Regions from separate parts of the Mus musculus genome. Here regions 1, 2 and 4 are each linked to region 3. The links are chromatin contacts, called in public HiChIP or PLAC-seq and Micro-C maps. All regions are on one chromosome and are shown on one strand. Each heading gives the region's core, a stretch centred on a gene start, on an enhancer-like site or on the middle of the called end of the contact. The rest is flanking DNA. Distances are from core to core; before and after follow the strand shown. Region 1 overlaps F830045P16Rik (RIKEN cDNA F830045P16 gene). Region 2 overlaps F830045P16Rik (RIKEN cDNA F830045P16 gene). Region 3 holds the start of Stk35os1 (serine/threonine kinase 35, opposite strand 1). Region 4 holds the start of Ebf4 (early B cell factor 4).

Region 1 (3,470 bases), core at 132-2,631, 330 kb after region 3:
TGTCCCTATTTGTCTTGCACCAAACATATAGAAATTGTTCATTTAAAAAAACAAGTGACCTCATGATCTCTCTTCACTCATGAACTCAGAGTAACTAACTGTTCAGGAATTGCACAAGTTGAAGCCACTTGACATTCAAGGATGAAGGTCCTCAGAAGGTCCTGCCCCATAGCTGTAGAGATCCTGACAGCTTGATTCTGAAGAAATGAGAGTGAGTTTTCTTGAAGGGCATGGGCCTGATAGGTCAAGCATGTTCCAGTGTCCCACATCCATGAGGATGTAGGCAGCACAAATTAGACTGGCTGGATTATAAGACAAGAAAAGGGGGGCTGAAGAAATATCGTAGTGGAGGCAGAAGGATATGATGTTCAGGATCATCCTGTCTATATAATGAGTCCAAGATCACCTTGAAATTCTTAGGATTCCACCAACCAGCCAACCAATCAATCAATCAATCAAAAATCAATCAATCAATCAATCAATCTGAGTGACCCTGAGACAGGTGGATAAGTCAATGCCAAGATTTTTCCCTAGGCTTACTTATTGTTCCTGTCTAGTTATCCCAACACTGAAGATCACCACTGAAGACCCAGAGATCCAAGATCATGTGCATCAAAAAGTGAACCTGACTTGCCATGTAAACCACTTCTATCCCCAAAACATGGACCTCATCTGGACTAAGAATGGGCACAAGATCCCGACCATGGAACTTCCTCAGACCACCAGAAACTCTGATGGGACTTACTCTCTACAGCACACATTACAGGTAGATGCCATATTGAATAAGACTGACTTTGTCTGCTGGGTGATCCAGGATGACCAGCCTCCAGTTAAGAACAGCATCACCCTGGGAGCTCCCAGGAAGATCAGAGGTAAGTGCCTTGTTTCCTTCATGTCCTCAGGGCATTGTGGCTAAAGGGCTAGAGACTCGGGAACCCCTAATGAACGTGGAGAAAGGAAGCCCCTTCCCAGAGAGGATGCTCTTGAAGAGCCACTCCCACTGTATGCCCCTTCTTTCAGATACTTCCACCAAGAAATGACTCTCCTTTGCTGCCCTCATTATATTGCAAAATTTTCTCCTTAACCCTTGGTTGCAAGAAATTACCACAGTTAAGCTGGGCTCCAAATAATTTCTGGGAAGGCAATTAATCAAGACAGTGAATTCAGCTGGATGTTTCTAGAAATCAACTTTGAAGAGACCCAGAATTACTGACCCCCTGAGCCAGGAAAAAGAGTCACACAAGATAGGTGTGACACCCTCTTGTCACCTCTTTCTTTCTCCTCATTTTACTTTTTTTTTTTTCTATGCACACATGGTCCTGATGGTAATTTCTTCTGTTTCTACTCTATTTCACACGTTCGTGATTCGTAGTATTTCTCCCACAAGAGGGCACTGTGACATTGCAATCCAGAACTTCCTTGTTTCTGGGATCCAGAGAAACATACTTCATACTCTGACACGTTTATGCAGGTGTGCAGTCAGAGACAGATAGAGTAATAGGTAAGGCATAGACAAGCCAGGGGTAAGGCAGCATGTGGGCTTGCTGGGCAGCCCATTCTCATAGCAAGCTTCCACCTTGATTTCTATCTCGACCTATGGCAGAACCAGCCTTTTTCTGGTTGCTGTAAGAATTCTCAGAGGTAATAATCTCACTCACCTTTACATTTCTTTGGGTCCCATTTCTGTTGTCCAATAGAAATAAGAGAACTATCCATCCAATGGGACACACAGACCTGGGTGCTAAACTCCAAATGGATGGGTGCCTTTTGATGGGAAGCAAGTTGCATCATTTTTACAATTTTTTTTATCTTATTTCTATTGTAAGTGTATACATGACTGCTGCGTTAACTTCATTTCCACTCCGCACCCCTCCCCCAGCTCCTCCTACATCCCCCATTCCCCTTCAACTTCACGATCTCTTTGTGACCATCATATATGTATGCATACTTATATAAATGTGACTTGCTAATTAGTTCATACTGTGGATTTCCTTTTCTGTCTTATTTTTCCCCTACACCTGCACTCAATATATCTAACTGTCACTTGAAGGTGGACCTCATGACAGCATGGCATCAACAGTGACAGACACCACAGGGTCTGCTAGGGTCTCTCTCTCTCTCTGTCTCTGTCTCTGTCTCTCTCTGTCTCTCTCTCTGTCTCTGTCTCTCTCTCTCTCTGTCTCTCTCTCTCCATCAAGGCCTTTTTCTATTTAATGTTAACATATCTTTGTAGCTATGGCAAGCTTTCCCAAATCCCTTTACTCAACACCCTGGCTCCTAAGTATATCTACTCACATGCCTGTTCTGTTTGGTTAGTATCCTCAGAGAACCTAATGCATATTAGCTATGGAGCACTTACTGCATATCAGCCATGGAGCACTTACTGCATATCACCCACATAGCATTAACTGCATATCAGCAGCCATGGAGCACTTACTGCATATCAGCCATGGAGCACTTACTGGGTAGAAGTGTTTCCACTGATTGTTATCTCACACTTTGAGAGCTGGAAGGTGGCACGGGCTCTGATATGAGTGACAGCCAGCAGCACTAGACTTACAATGCAGCTGTCAGATTACAAACTAAACATGGTGTTTCTGTATGTCTCTCTTTGTCACCTGAGAATGTAGACCTTAGCATTGTCACAAAACGCTTCTCAAATCCTATTGGAAGGTATTTACTTTTCTTGAAATATCATATCTGTCTATACTATTCAGCACCCACAATCAAATACTTAAAACTTCGGTGATGGCTGAGAGCCCAGGCCTGTGGCTTTATAGTGTAGGCTCCTCTTCTGCATGCCTCCCTCCCCAGCTCTTGGAGGAAGAACAGGCTTATGTTTGAATTTGGCCAGATTTTGCAGTTGAATGGGTCAGTGTCAAACTGAAGGATAAGTGTGGCCAATGCTTGTCTGTGGGACTCCAGGTAAAGCAGTTTCCTTTCAAATTTCTTCCATCAATCAATGAGAGCTGCCAAGTGTCCTCTTCCTTGGCTCATGCATGGTATCTGAACACCAGGACAGCTTTTGCTGTCCAAGTTTACATATCCCAAAGCTGGGCTGAAAGCAAGACAGTATTAAAAATCACTGAGAAATATAGAACTAACCTCAGAGATGTAGCCTTTTTTCGCTAGGGGAGTATAGAAGGCATATATAGATTTTCGTAAGTTGATTTTTGTATTCTACCACTTTTCTGTTAACAATTTCTAGATGAATCTTTGGAACCTGTTATATATGAGTGTGATAACTCATATAAATGGTCTTCAAGACAAAACTCGGTTGCTGAACTCAATAGGTGCAGAAAAGGCCTTTGACAAAATCCAGCCTGCCTTTATTTTAGTTATAGAAGGAATTTATCATTATGTATCATCTGCAAAGAGGGACAATTCAGCTTACTTTCCTACTCTAACTCCTTTTATTTGTGTCTCCCATTTTGTTGCTCTAGCTGCTGCTCCAACCACTGTTTTGCAAG
Region 2 (3,352 bases), core at 553-3,052, 310 kb after region 3:
GAACCACAGCAATTGTTTCAGACTCTGCTGTTTCTTACTTCAGAAAAGCACGGACTAAGGACCCCCATTACAGACTTTGCTCTGCTTCCCTGAACAGTTTCAGTATATATATATATATATATATATATATATATATATATATATAATGTGTATATATGTATATATATGTATGTATATATATGTGTGTGTATATGTATATATATATAGTGGCCTATAGGCTGTGGTCCAGCTAGCCCAACAAAGGCTATCTCCTGAGGCAATGTCCAAGAACCTGGCAGTTATTCAGTTCATGAGGCTAGATGTCTTAGCTGGTCTTCAGTCAGTGCGAGAATCCTGAAGAAGCAGGTTCTAGCACCAGCAAAGGAAAGCCTCAGCAACAAGGTAGATACATTTGCCAGCAATGAAGGAAGGTAGACAAAAGGCAAAAGCTTCCTTCCTCCATGACCTTTTATATGGACTGCGACCAGAAGGTGTGGCCCAGATTTTGTGGGTCTTGCCACTCCAAATGAGCCAATCAAGGACCCCTCACAGGCGCGCCTGGCTGCTTGGGTTTTGGATGACTCTGGATGCAGTCAACTTGAAAATCAAGATGAGCCACCACACCGAGGATACTACAAATCTCTTTTGTCTTTAGCATCATAGTCAGGATCCCTCCCCTAGCCCCAAGCCATTTGGCTGGTGACATCCAGCTGATGATACGCCTGAAAGATTAGCCCTGGTATAATTGATAAGCCTTTGTTCATTATTTTATGTTTTTATTTATCATCGACCACAAAAGATATAGCCTACTTGAATTTTGTAACTATTTGTTTACAGTCTTAAACGAATTTGGAATTCCTCTGGGGATTCCCATAGAGTCAATGCAGATACTAAAGGACCCAGATATTGTCCTCTTATCCCTGGACTTAGCTTTACTAGGAGGAGGGGAGTGGAAGGCCAGGGTAAAGGGTGCAGCCAATGAGGCAGTGTGCAGGTCCCACCAGTCTGGTTGTAGGCTTGAATAAAAAGTTCCATGGCCCATAGAGCCACCATATTTTAGCTTGTGAGATGAGCACAGAATACTTATCACATGTCCCTTGTTAGTTTGAGACATTCATAGTGTGGATACAGGCTCCAAGCGTCCCCCATTAGACAAAAGAATCCATCCCCCTGTTGTGTGAGACTTGAGAAGTAGCTCGTCTTCCCTATTAAGGAGGGGTGTTCATTGGTGGCTCTGCTTATAAAGTTGGGAACAGGAGCAAAAGATTCTGGCAAGTCTCGCTTTCCCATATTCTGCAACATTCATCAACTAACACTCAATTGCTACAGTGGGCTCTGTGCCCCATCCAAGGGAAAGAGTACTGTTTTCGTCAGGGGATGTTCTTATGTGCAAGCAACACGTATTGTAAAGTCAATCAATTTTATCAAAGTCTTTAATTCTCCATATCGAATTCTTTGCATACATAAAAAAGTAAAACCAAAGTGAATTCTATCAGCATTAAGTCCTTTATATAATATGGTTTTGTGTGGTTTGTTGTAAGTGCTGGCCCATGGTCTAATCCTGTAGTAATAGGAATTACAAACCTAGAAACCATTTCTTTTAGAAGCAGGGCCACCTCCTATGAGTAGAAAAGATTTCTATCCAGCCTGAGAAACTACACAGACAAGCAAGCATTTGTAACCCCTGATTTAGGGAAGTTCTGTAAAGTCAACAACCAATTTTTTTTTAATTGGGTTTTTCCAAAATTCTGCATTTGAGGAGGGCCCTAAGTCACTGTCATGGGTTATCCTGGGCACTGGGTCACACTGTCCACATGCTCATTGGGTATCCTGGCAAGTTAGGGAACATAAAAATGTGAGCCTAATATAGTTTCCAGAGCTGTCTGGCTGATGTGAGCTCCCTTATGGAACTGTTTAACCAACTCGGGGCAATGGCCTCAAGGATGGCTATCATTTCTCGTCAAATGCTCAATAGTCCCTGTTTTCAGTCTTAAACAGCCATTTCTTTTTGTAATTGGGGTCCCATTTACTTAATAGGCTGGGAATCAATGAGGTTAGTCACAAAGGAAGTTCTTCTACCACTACCTCCTCCCCCCTACATTTTGGGGAAGTTGCTACTTCTGTTTCTTTCTGCTCTGTGGTTGCCCCAGGCAGTAGCAATATTTCCCTTTTGCATGTAGCAGAAGACAGATAATTTTACCACATTATCAGTAGCAACTGGGAGGGGGAAGGTCTTTGTCTCTGAAGATCTAGCACATTGCCATCTGTATATATATTCGTTTTTATTACACCCCCCCTTTCAGTGGTAAGCTACATATCTCTCACATACTTGTTTAGCAATGGTGTAGACCCCATATGATTATAACATCTATATTGCATCAAATGTAGCCTGAGGTCCCTGCTGATTTCTTTTTTTGTTGTTTTGTTTTTGTTGATATTGCTGGTTTTTGTTTGTTGGTTGGTTTCTGTTTGTTGTTGTTGTTTTGAGGCATGATTTCTCTGTGTATCCCTAGCTGTGCTGAAACTTGTTCTGTAGACCACGCTGGCCTCAAACTCACAGAGAGCCACTTGCTTCTGCCTCTCAAGTGCTGGCAGAGCACTTGGGCATGTACCTCCATGCTGACCATAGGCACAACTTTTTAAGTTAGTTTTTGTTACCATGAATAGATCATTATCACCTTAGGAATCTTAATAAACTTTAATGATTAATTGTATCATCCTTAAGTCCTGTCTTAGTTAAGGTTATTATTGCTGTGATGAAACACCATGACCAAAGCAACTTGGGAAGGAAAGGGTTTATTTGACTTATACTTCCATATCACTATTCATCTTTGAAGGAAGTCAGGATAGGAACTTAAACAGGGCAGGAACCAGGAGGCAGGAGCTATGGAGGGTAGTGCTGACTAGCTTTCTCTTCATGGCTTGCTCAGCCTTCTTTCTAATAGAACCAGGGTGATCAGCCCAGGAATGGCCCTACCCACACTGGGCTGGGCCCTCCCATATCAATAACTAATTAAGAAAATTTCATACAGTCTCGCTTATAGACAGACCAATCTTATGGAGGTATTTTATCAACTGAGATTCCTTCCTCTTCAATAACCCTAGTTTGTGTCAAGATGACATAAAACTAGCCAGAACAATGGATCCTTTGTCAATTTGACACACAAACACATCACTTTTAAGCAACAACCTTTCCTCTCTTGTCCATCTCCAAGATTTCACGTGAATATCAACATTACAATATAAACATCCCACAGTCTTTAAAAACTCAAACACTTAAAAATTCAGTCACTTTAAAATATTCAGGCTCTTTTAAAATCCAAAATCTTCGTAAAATCCCCAATCCTTTTTAAAAGTTCAAAGTCTCTCGACT
Region 3 (3,671 bases), core at 971-3,470:
TGGCAGAGATCCCCATCGTAGGATAAAGGCACACACACTCCCTGTGGGTTGTCAACTTGCCATGTTAGCTCAGAACAAGCAACGACTGCATGTAAGTCCCAAACTCCAGGGAGTTAAACACTTGCTACTCTGCCACTATTTACTGTAAAATTCTTTTTAAAATGCTGTCTGTGAAGAAAGTTTTAAAGTATTTGTGTATTGGAAGAATTAACAAGGACTGCTAGCTTAAGTTCCAGTTTCAAGCTGGCAACATCAATGAACTGAGGTTAGAAGATACTGTTTGGCAATGCAAATTCACACAGCCCAAGGCAGTTATTGAAATATCAACCAAACATTTGCTAAGCATGTTTCATTCATTTGTACTCAAGTAATCGGTGTGTAAAAGAACTAAGAAAGTAACTGATGAGACTGAAGGCAAAGTAGAAGGTGCTACCTAGGAAATCTTCAAGGATCCACCCTCCTGGAAATGATGACAAGCAGGATGGGAAAGGCCCCCAGAGAATTCCATCACACTATCCAATCCACTGTTAAATGACTTTAAAACTCTGCAAGGAGTTCTCCTGGGACCTTACAATAAAATCTGACAGGTGCTCCAAAAAGACTTTAGGAAATCTAGCCCTAAATCCCACCCAGTCTGCTAAATTCAACCTCAGATAGGGAAGGAAGGCAGCAATATATCTGCAAAGATCTGTGAGGGCCATGCTGGCTTACAAATACTTCAAGGACACAGGAATTTGGAGGCCGGAGTCCCACTCTTTCAAGCTGATTAACCTTAATCGAGCTGTGTTTGTGCCCACTAGGCTGAGTTCCTCTATTTATAGAGCAGAAGCTTAATTTACTGTTACAGATATTATCCAAATCGTAGCGCTCAGATTATATAGCTGGGATTGCGACTGTCCAATTTCCCTCGCCCTACCCCCTGCCCCAGGAACTCAAGACACTTGCAGCCCACTGCCTCTTCTCTAGTTTACACAGGAAGGCAAGGTGTTTGGCCTCCTGGAGCCCCATGGTTCTGCAACAATCACTGCTCAGACAGCCCCAGGGGTTATGAAAACAACTGAGATTGTAACAGGGCAGGGAAAGCTGCAACCTGTTTTGTTATGCGACAGCTCTTGGCCCACCTGAGGGGGTTATTACTGGGTGCGTGAGTTATTAACCTGTGGTGCCCTCAGGGACTAAACCAAGAACCAACTGAATGATTGTCTGCTCTCGGGTGAAGGGTTGGGGTTCTCGGAGGAAACCTCACACTTGAAGACAAGGTTTGGGAACAGAATTGGAAGAAACTAGAAATCAGGAAAGGAGAATGGCATGGGTGGGTCTGCTACTTTTTTTCCCCTCTAGGTTCTGATGAGAAAGAGGCATGAGGGGGCTTCTGCAGTTCTACCAACTACTTTGAATCCCACCAGGACTACTCTTCATCCATCTTTTAAAATGCTAGGCTTGTAATTATGGCTCACACCTACTGAGTGAGTACTTAAAAAGATCAAGGTTAGCACTTGGTGAGCTTGTTAGGGAATGTCAGCTAACGGCTGGGGAACAGACTGATTTCCTAGCAAGAAAGAAGGTCCCAAAGCCGGGTCAAGGACCTTAGCGAGCCAGAGACAGTTATTAGAACTGAGTGGTTCTGAGAACAAGGGGGTCCAGGAGAGGGCAGGACTGCCGGCTGTAGTCTACCTTTGAGCGAGGTCTCCACCAGGCGCAGGTAAAGCTGTGAGTTCTTGTTGCCGTGACTCATGCGCTGGGCTAACCCGTTGCGCTGTAGGACGCACTCCTCAAACTGCACGATATTCTGGTGCCGCCGCTTGAGACTGGTGAGGGCCCAGAATTCTGCTAGTGCCAACTCCACGTTCTCGGGAGCGTCGCAGCGGATCTTCTTGACTGCCACCCTGGCCCCACTGCGCCCAGCCACAGCCTCATAAACCACGCCGTAGCTGCCGCGCCCGATCTCCGCCAAGAGGCTGTAGCGCGGCCGTGCAGGAACATCCCCGCCGCCGCCATCCGGCCGCCGCCGGGCCAGGAAGGCCTCGCCCGGGACCTCGGCCCCAGCCGGATCCATGGCCTGGGCCGCCGGCCTCAGCTTCTCGCACAGTACCCGCTGGACTGGGCTTCGCCTTTTCCGCTCCGGGCTTTTTGTCCCTCTGCGGGCTCCGTTCTCTTTCCCCGTTTCCATGGCTGCGGGGGGCGGGGGGAGCAGCAACGGCGCCGCCCGGGCCCCCCTTGCCTCATCCCTCCGTCTAGCCCCGAGATGTGGAGGAGCGGGACCTTGGATGGTGATCTAAGGGCGAGAGGGAGAAGTTAAAACCCACCGGGCCGAGAAGGGTAGATGAGGAACTTAAAGCGTCCGGCGTCCCACCTCCGCCGCCGGTCGCGGCCCCTTTAAGAAGGAGCCACCGTCTCGAATTGAACGGGGGAAGGGAAAGGAAAGCGGGAAAGACGGAACCACCGGGAAGTACCGAGGGAGGACCGGAAACCGAAGCGCAAACCGTCCCCTCTCGCCGACTTATCCGTCAGGAGCAGAAAAAATAAATAAAGCCGTAGGGATCGTCCCCATCGAAGACGGCCGGCTTAAACTTTCCTGGGGCTTAGCCCCCTCTCAACGGCCCCTCCCCACGTCCTACCCGGGCTTCTCCCGGTGTAAACAGTCCCGTGAATCAAACCCAGGAGAGCCCGGCGGGACGACCCAGACCCCCGGGGACAGCGGGCGAAGGGAAACCGGCTAAAAGATCGGCTTCCGAGGACGACAGGCGGAGGCCCCGGTGACGCCCCCGGGACTACGGTGGGGCGCCGGGGCTCCCGCTTCGGCCCTCCCTTCCTCCCTCCACTCCCTCTTACCTGGCCGGCGCTGTTCCTCTTCCGGGCGAACCGGTTCCCCCTTGGAGCCCGCGCCGGAGGATGGTCCGTTCCGAGCCGGGCTTGTCTGCAGAGCCGGGTAGGGCGCGAGGCGGGGAGCCTGGCTGAGCGTGTAGCGCGTCGCGGCGCTGCTCTTGTGATGACAGCAACGCTCCCGGGGGAGGCCTCGGCTTCCAGGTTCCCGTGGCCGTCCCCGAGTTCACGCCAGCTGAGCACTTTACGTAACCTCTTTATGTAAGCTGCACCTCCCGCCGCCGCTCTGGTCAGCGGAGATTCCTGGTGGCCCATCCCCCAGGAGGCCAGCGGAGAGCCGCGCCGCCTCTCTGCAGCCGAGGTAGACCCAGCCGCCGCGACAGCCCGGAACCAATCACTGGCGAGAACACCCAGCCAACAAAAAGAGCGCGCCAAAATCCCGCGATTTGTACCGAGGGCCTTCGCGAGGCGCCTGCACTCCGCAAACGCCTTTCCGGACTTGACCTGCATCGTACCTCTACGCCCGCACTCGGCACTTGATGCTGATTGGGGGAATGGCTTAGGTGTAATCGATTCACAGCTGAGACCAGGGTTAGAACGCTAATCTCCACGCCCACTAATGACCCCAATGATCTCAGCCGCACTTAATCCTCAGTATCCTTCTCTGCCAAACCCGGGTGGTCCGCACTTCCAAGGTTGCAAAGGACCAAGTGAAATATGATGGCTGGCTAATTGAGTGCCTGATATAAGCTGCTTTGGGCTTGGATTTTGATACCCTTCACCCCGGCCGCCCATTGTGGTGGGAGGGAGCACAATGGCTGTGTAGTTAAGAATGATCTTGAACTTTT
Region 4 (3,493 bases), core at 326-2,825, 490 kb before region 3:
CCTGGGCAGGTAGAGAGAAAAGTCTGAAAGAAACAGCAACTTCCAGTCTAATACACTCAGCTATAACGTCACACGACCGCCTCAGCGGGAAAGCCATAACCAACAGAAAAGGAGGCACACACAGTTTTAAGGCTAGCACAAGACAAACCTTAAGGGGGTGGGGGAAGGGCATGGGAAGGAAATAAATATACCAACACACGGAGAGCAAGGAAATACACCAACACACGGAGAGCAAGGAAATATACCAACACATGGAGAACAGTAGTGTTAAAACATCTGTTATTGTGTTTCTATAGTCTCTAGCTAGACCGTTCTAACTAGAGACTCTAACTTACTGGAATCGGCTCATCTGGAATACCCTTTCCTGTCCAGGAGAGATCATTCAACAGAAAGCTCAGCACTCTCTCTTTGAAGACAGATGTGCAAAAATACTGCACCCCTTCGTCCAGAAAACACTCTCTGTCTAGTACTGGGTGAGGCTGGGAAGCACCACAAGTGATACCTGATCAAGTCTGGGTGTGTGGATGGGAGTGATGTGCCAGCCCTGGTCTGCTTCGACACCCTTCAGATACTGGACAGAAGCTATTTAAAACTTGAAGAGCCAGTGCCTACCCTGTCCTGGATGTCCGCAGGGACACCTACTTAGCGTGAGGCACCGTGAGCATCTGATCAGACGTATAACCTCCAGTCCATGTTGTATAATGAGAGGGAGTGTTACAGAGACCAGGTTCCAGCTGCTGCCGTGACTGAGTTAACAAGCTTTCAAAGTCCCCATCCAAATTCTGGTGTCCATTCCTTACAGAAGTCTCCTGTCTAGTCCCCTATGCCTCCCCCTGAAAAGTAACCAGAGCCGATTCTGCTAATTCCCAAGAGCTTCCAGTCTCCTTCAGGTTCTAACCAAAACCACTCAGACGGAGGAGTCCAGCCTCATTCTCAGCCCCAATCAGTTCAGCAAGGCTAACTGCCCACTGGCTAAGCCTCTCTTCAGCCCCACCCACATCTCTGGTTCTGTACACCACAGAGTTTCTTGCCTTTCTTGTTGGGTAGCCACGGAACTGGACAAGTGGAACGGTAGAGACTGCACAGGAAGAAGGGGCTGTACATCTCTAGATGACTAGTAACTGTGGGCCATGGCTCCAGGTGTGCGGGAGGAGGCGACACCACCTCCAGAACCCTGGACCCTAGTGAGCAACCCGCCCCATATCCTCAGGAAGAAGTCAAACTCACACAGGGTGAACAGGAGACTTCGTCGGGACAGTCAAGAGTTAGGACTCCCTCCACCCCTCGCTCCAGTAGCTAGGCGTGCAGGACGAAGGCGACACTAAGCGGTCCAACCAGCGTGCTAGTTCGGGTGGAGCGCTTACCTCTGCGCCGCGGTGTTGGAGTCCAGGATGCCCGCGCTCTGCATCCAGGAGCGCACCGAGCCCAGGCTGGAGGGCAGCAGCGGCTCCTCTTTCAGATGGAGCCCACCGCGGGGCAGAGCGTCCTGTGCGGGGAACATAAGGACCCGCAGTTCGTGGGCGCCCCCAACTGCCAGGGATCCCGTCCCGCCGAGGCTGTGGGCGTCTCAGCTCAGCCCGACCCGACGGCACCAGGAGCCTCCAGGAGCGCAGCGCTGCACGGAGTCCCGGCGCCTCAGTGCCGCTCGCCTCGCGGGTGCTTTCTCAGAGAAAACGGGTCCCCGGGCGCCGGCGCTGTCCCCTCCCCTCCCGGGGCGCGGGGCGGGGAGATGGAGGGATTCCCCCGCGGCCTGAGAGCCAGTGAACAGACTGAGAGCGGAGCCCGCACCGGCTCCGCACGGAGGCGCCCCAGAGGCGCGCTCTGGCGGCTGCCCAGCGCGGCGGTCGTCGGAGGGGGGGGCGAGCGCCCCGCGAGGTGCCCGCCCTCCCCCCACCCGGGTCTCTCCCCCGCCCGCCCGCGGCGCCCGCGCGGGGCGCTGATTACCATCCGAGAGGGGGAGGCTGCGGCCGTGGAGGTCGGCGGCGGCGACGGTGGTGGCCGGGGCGGCAGCAACAGCAGCAGACGCGCGTCCCGTGGAAAAGCAGGGCCGGCGCCGGGCCAGCAGACGCAGCCGCCGCCAGGCCCCCGAGTGCCCCGGCGCCCCGGGCCTGCCGCTGCCCCGGGCGGCAGCACCTGCAGCAGGAGCAGCAGCAGACCGGCCGAGTCCCCCCGGGGCCCGGTCCCCGCGCCTCCCCGCCGCGGCCGCCGCCGCCCGCCGCTCCCCGGGGCCTGGCCGCGGGCCCTGGCCATCCCGCCGCCGCCGCCGCTCCCTGGGGAGCGGGAGCCGTAGGGAGGGAGCACGGGCAAGAGGAGGGCTGTCGCAAGCGGGTGGGCCCAGGGGACTCGGGGCCAGGGGAGGCGGGGGCGGGGCGCGAGGCCGGCCGAGGGGCGGCCAGGGACGTGACATCATCGGGGGAGGAGCGGCCGGGCTGGGGCCGCGGCGGCGGGGCGGACCCTGACGAGTCCGTAGCCGGGCTGGGGGCCACGGCCTCGGTGGAGGGGCGCCGGGAAGCTGGCCCAGGCCAGGGAAGATGGGGAAAGGATGGGCTGGGGGCTGCGCGGCGAGGAAGCCCGGCCTAAGCAGGGCAGCTCGTCCACACCACGCTGGGGAATCACCACGGCCTCCCCGTCGCCACCAGACGAAGCTCCAGCATCTTTGTGGTCCCATCTTCTTCTCCTAAGTATGCGCCGCCCTCTCCTCAGCCAACGCTTGATTCTAGGAGTCGCTGCACCCTTGGTGCCACTTGACCTCGGCTTAACCTCCGCGCCTTAGCGCTTAAGGGTCTCTCACCTTGTGGTGAAGATGCGGCCCCAGGCAAGCTGAGCTACCCGAGTCCTGCACCTCCCATTCTTGTTCCTGTCCCTGGATTACCTAAACTTAAGTTTACATTCCCACCTGAGTTTTTGAGAAATCTCTTGCTTCTGAAAGCAAGTAGACGTTTCTGAAAGGCTCAGGTGAGCTGGGCTCTTAAACCTAAGTCCAGCTCACCTCCTTTTCTCCAGCCTTCTTTCTGAGTCCGTTCATCTTTTATATCTGCACAGAAATCATCTGGCCTTCGACCTTGGGGCTATCAGCAAACCTTGGTTTGAGTCCAGCAGTTTCCTGCAGAACAGCAAAAGGTTGGGTGGCCTTGTTCATGCTGCTCTTTGCACTCTGAGATCTTCACCTTCCTGGGGGTGAGATGGGGGATGCTCCACGTCAGCCCTTAATATCCTGCCTAGCACTGATCCACAGAAAGGACCCCAGTGACACTAGAGTTCCTCTGCCTCTTCTCCTGACCTCCTGGGTCTCTACTCTCCCTCTTTTTTGCCCAGTTTTTCAACACCTGTCACCTGTGAAGGAGGAAGAAGGGGCACTGCCAGTCTCACGCAGACTTCTCACGGTCTTGGCCTTTACTCACAGAATAATCAAAAGCAGGTTTCTCAAAAGGAATTCTTTTCCAACTGGCCTCTACATCCCTTTAGATGACTCTAAACCTTGCCCCTCATAGTA

Evidence for each region. A called contact is a pair of places that touch in the nucleus more often than the background predicts. HiChIP or PLAC-seq counts read pairs in DNA pulled down with a chosen protein or histone mark.
Region 1: an H3K4me3 HiChIP or PLAC-seq map of bone marrow-derived macrophages shows a contact between it and region 3, with 4 times the contacts expected there. The contact joins the enhancer-like site here to the promoter of Stk35os1 in region 3. A contact is called at or near these places in 3 of 39 promoter capture datasets (embryonic stem cells, hippocampal neurons and neural stem cells), 1 of 484 Hi-C or Micro-C datasets (cerebellum) and 5 of 115 datasets of contacts at active chromatin or transcription factors (acute myeloid leukemia, bone marrow-derived macrophages, embryonic stem cells and 2 more).
Region 2: a contact with region 3 is called in an H3K4me3 HiChIP or PLAC-seq map of bone marrow-derived macrophages, with 5 times the contacts expected there. The contact joins the enhancer-like site here to the promoter of Stk35os1 in region 3. A contact is called at or near these places in 4 of 39 promoter capture datasets (the HPC-7 cell line, embryonic stem cells, hippocampal neurons and 1 more), 2 of 484 Hi-C or Micro-C datasets (cerebellum and cortical neurons) and 13 of 115 datasets of contacts at active chromatin or transcription factors (acute myeloid leukemia, bone marrow-derived macrophages, embryonic basal ganglia and 8 more).
Region 4: a contact with region 3 is called in a Micro-C map of embryonic stem cells, with 2.1 times the contacts expected there. The contact joins the promoter of Ebf4 here to the promoter of Stk35os1 in region 3. A contact is called at or near these places in 10 of 39 promoter capture datasets (the 3T3-L1 cell line, the C10 cell line, the HPC-7 cell line and 7 more), 3 of 484 Hi-C or Micro-C datasets (CD4 T cells, embryonic stem cells and muscle stem cells), 7 of 115 datasets of contacts at active chromatin or transcription factors (the SCID.adh cell line, astrocytes, bone marrow-derived macrophages and 4 more) and 2 of 9 other capture datasets (adipose tissue and liver).

Annotation. Positions count from the first base shown.
Region 1 is chr2:129,470,037-129,473,506 of GRCm38.p6, reverse strand. It overlaps F830045P16Rik (RIKEN cDNA F830045P16 gene), which reads left to right. Exons shown (of 7, transcript NM_177653.3): 3 at 558-872. Among named protein-coding and RNA genes, the nearest start is that of Gm14040, 44 kb to the left of the region's middle. Within about 2 kb of position 1,381, at least 1 of the 459 cell types and tissues checked has an H3K27ac peak or open chromatin away from gene starts, as enhancers often do. A contact at or near this core is called in bone marrow-derived macrophages, where this site is marked.
Region 2 is chr2:129,488,436-129,491,787 of GRCm38.p6, reverse strand. All of the region lies in intron 1 of F830045P16Rik (RIKEN cDNA F830045P16 gene), which reads left to right. Among named protein-coding and RNA genes, the nearest start is that of Gm14040, 26 kb to the left of the region's middle. Within about 2 kb of position 1,802, at least 85 of the 459 cell types and tissues checked have an H3K27ac peak or open chromatin away from gene starts, as enhancers often do. A contact at or near this core is called in the HPC-7 cell line, acute myeloid leukemia, bone marrow-derived macrophages and 1 more, where this site is marked.
Region 3 is chr2:129,800,008-129,803,678 of GRCm38.p6, reverse strand. Stk35os1 (serine/threonine kinase 35, opposite strand 1) reads left to right here and starts at 2,220. Exons shown (of 1, transcript NR_029452.1): 1 at 2,220-3,671. Stk35 (serine/threonine kinase 35) reads right to left here and starts at 3,162. Exons shown (of 4, transcript NM_183262.3): 1 at 2,833-3,162; 2 at 1,675-2,275. The coding sequence starts at 3,138.
Region 4 is chr2:130,294,021-130,297,513 of GRCm38.p6, reverse strand. It overlaps Ebf4 (early B cell factor 4), which reads right to left and starts at 1,575. Exons shown (of 17, transcript NM_001110513.1): 1 at 1,365-1,575. The coding sequence starts at 1,501.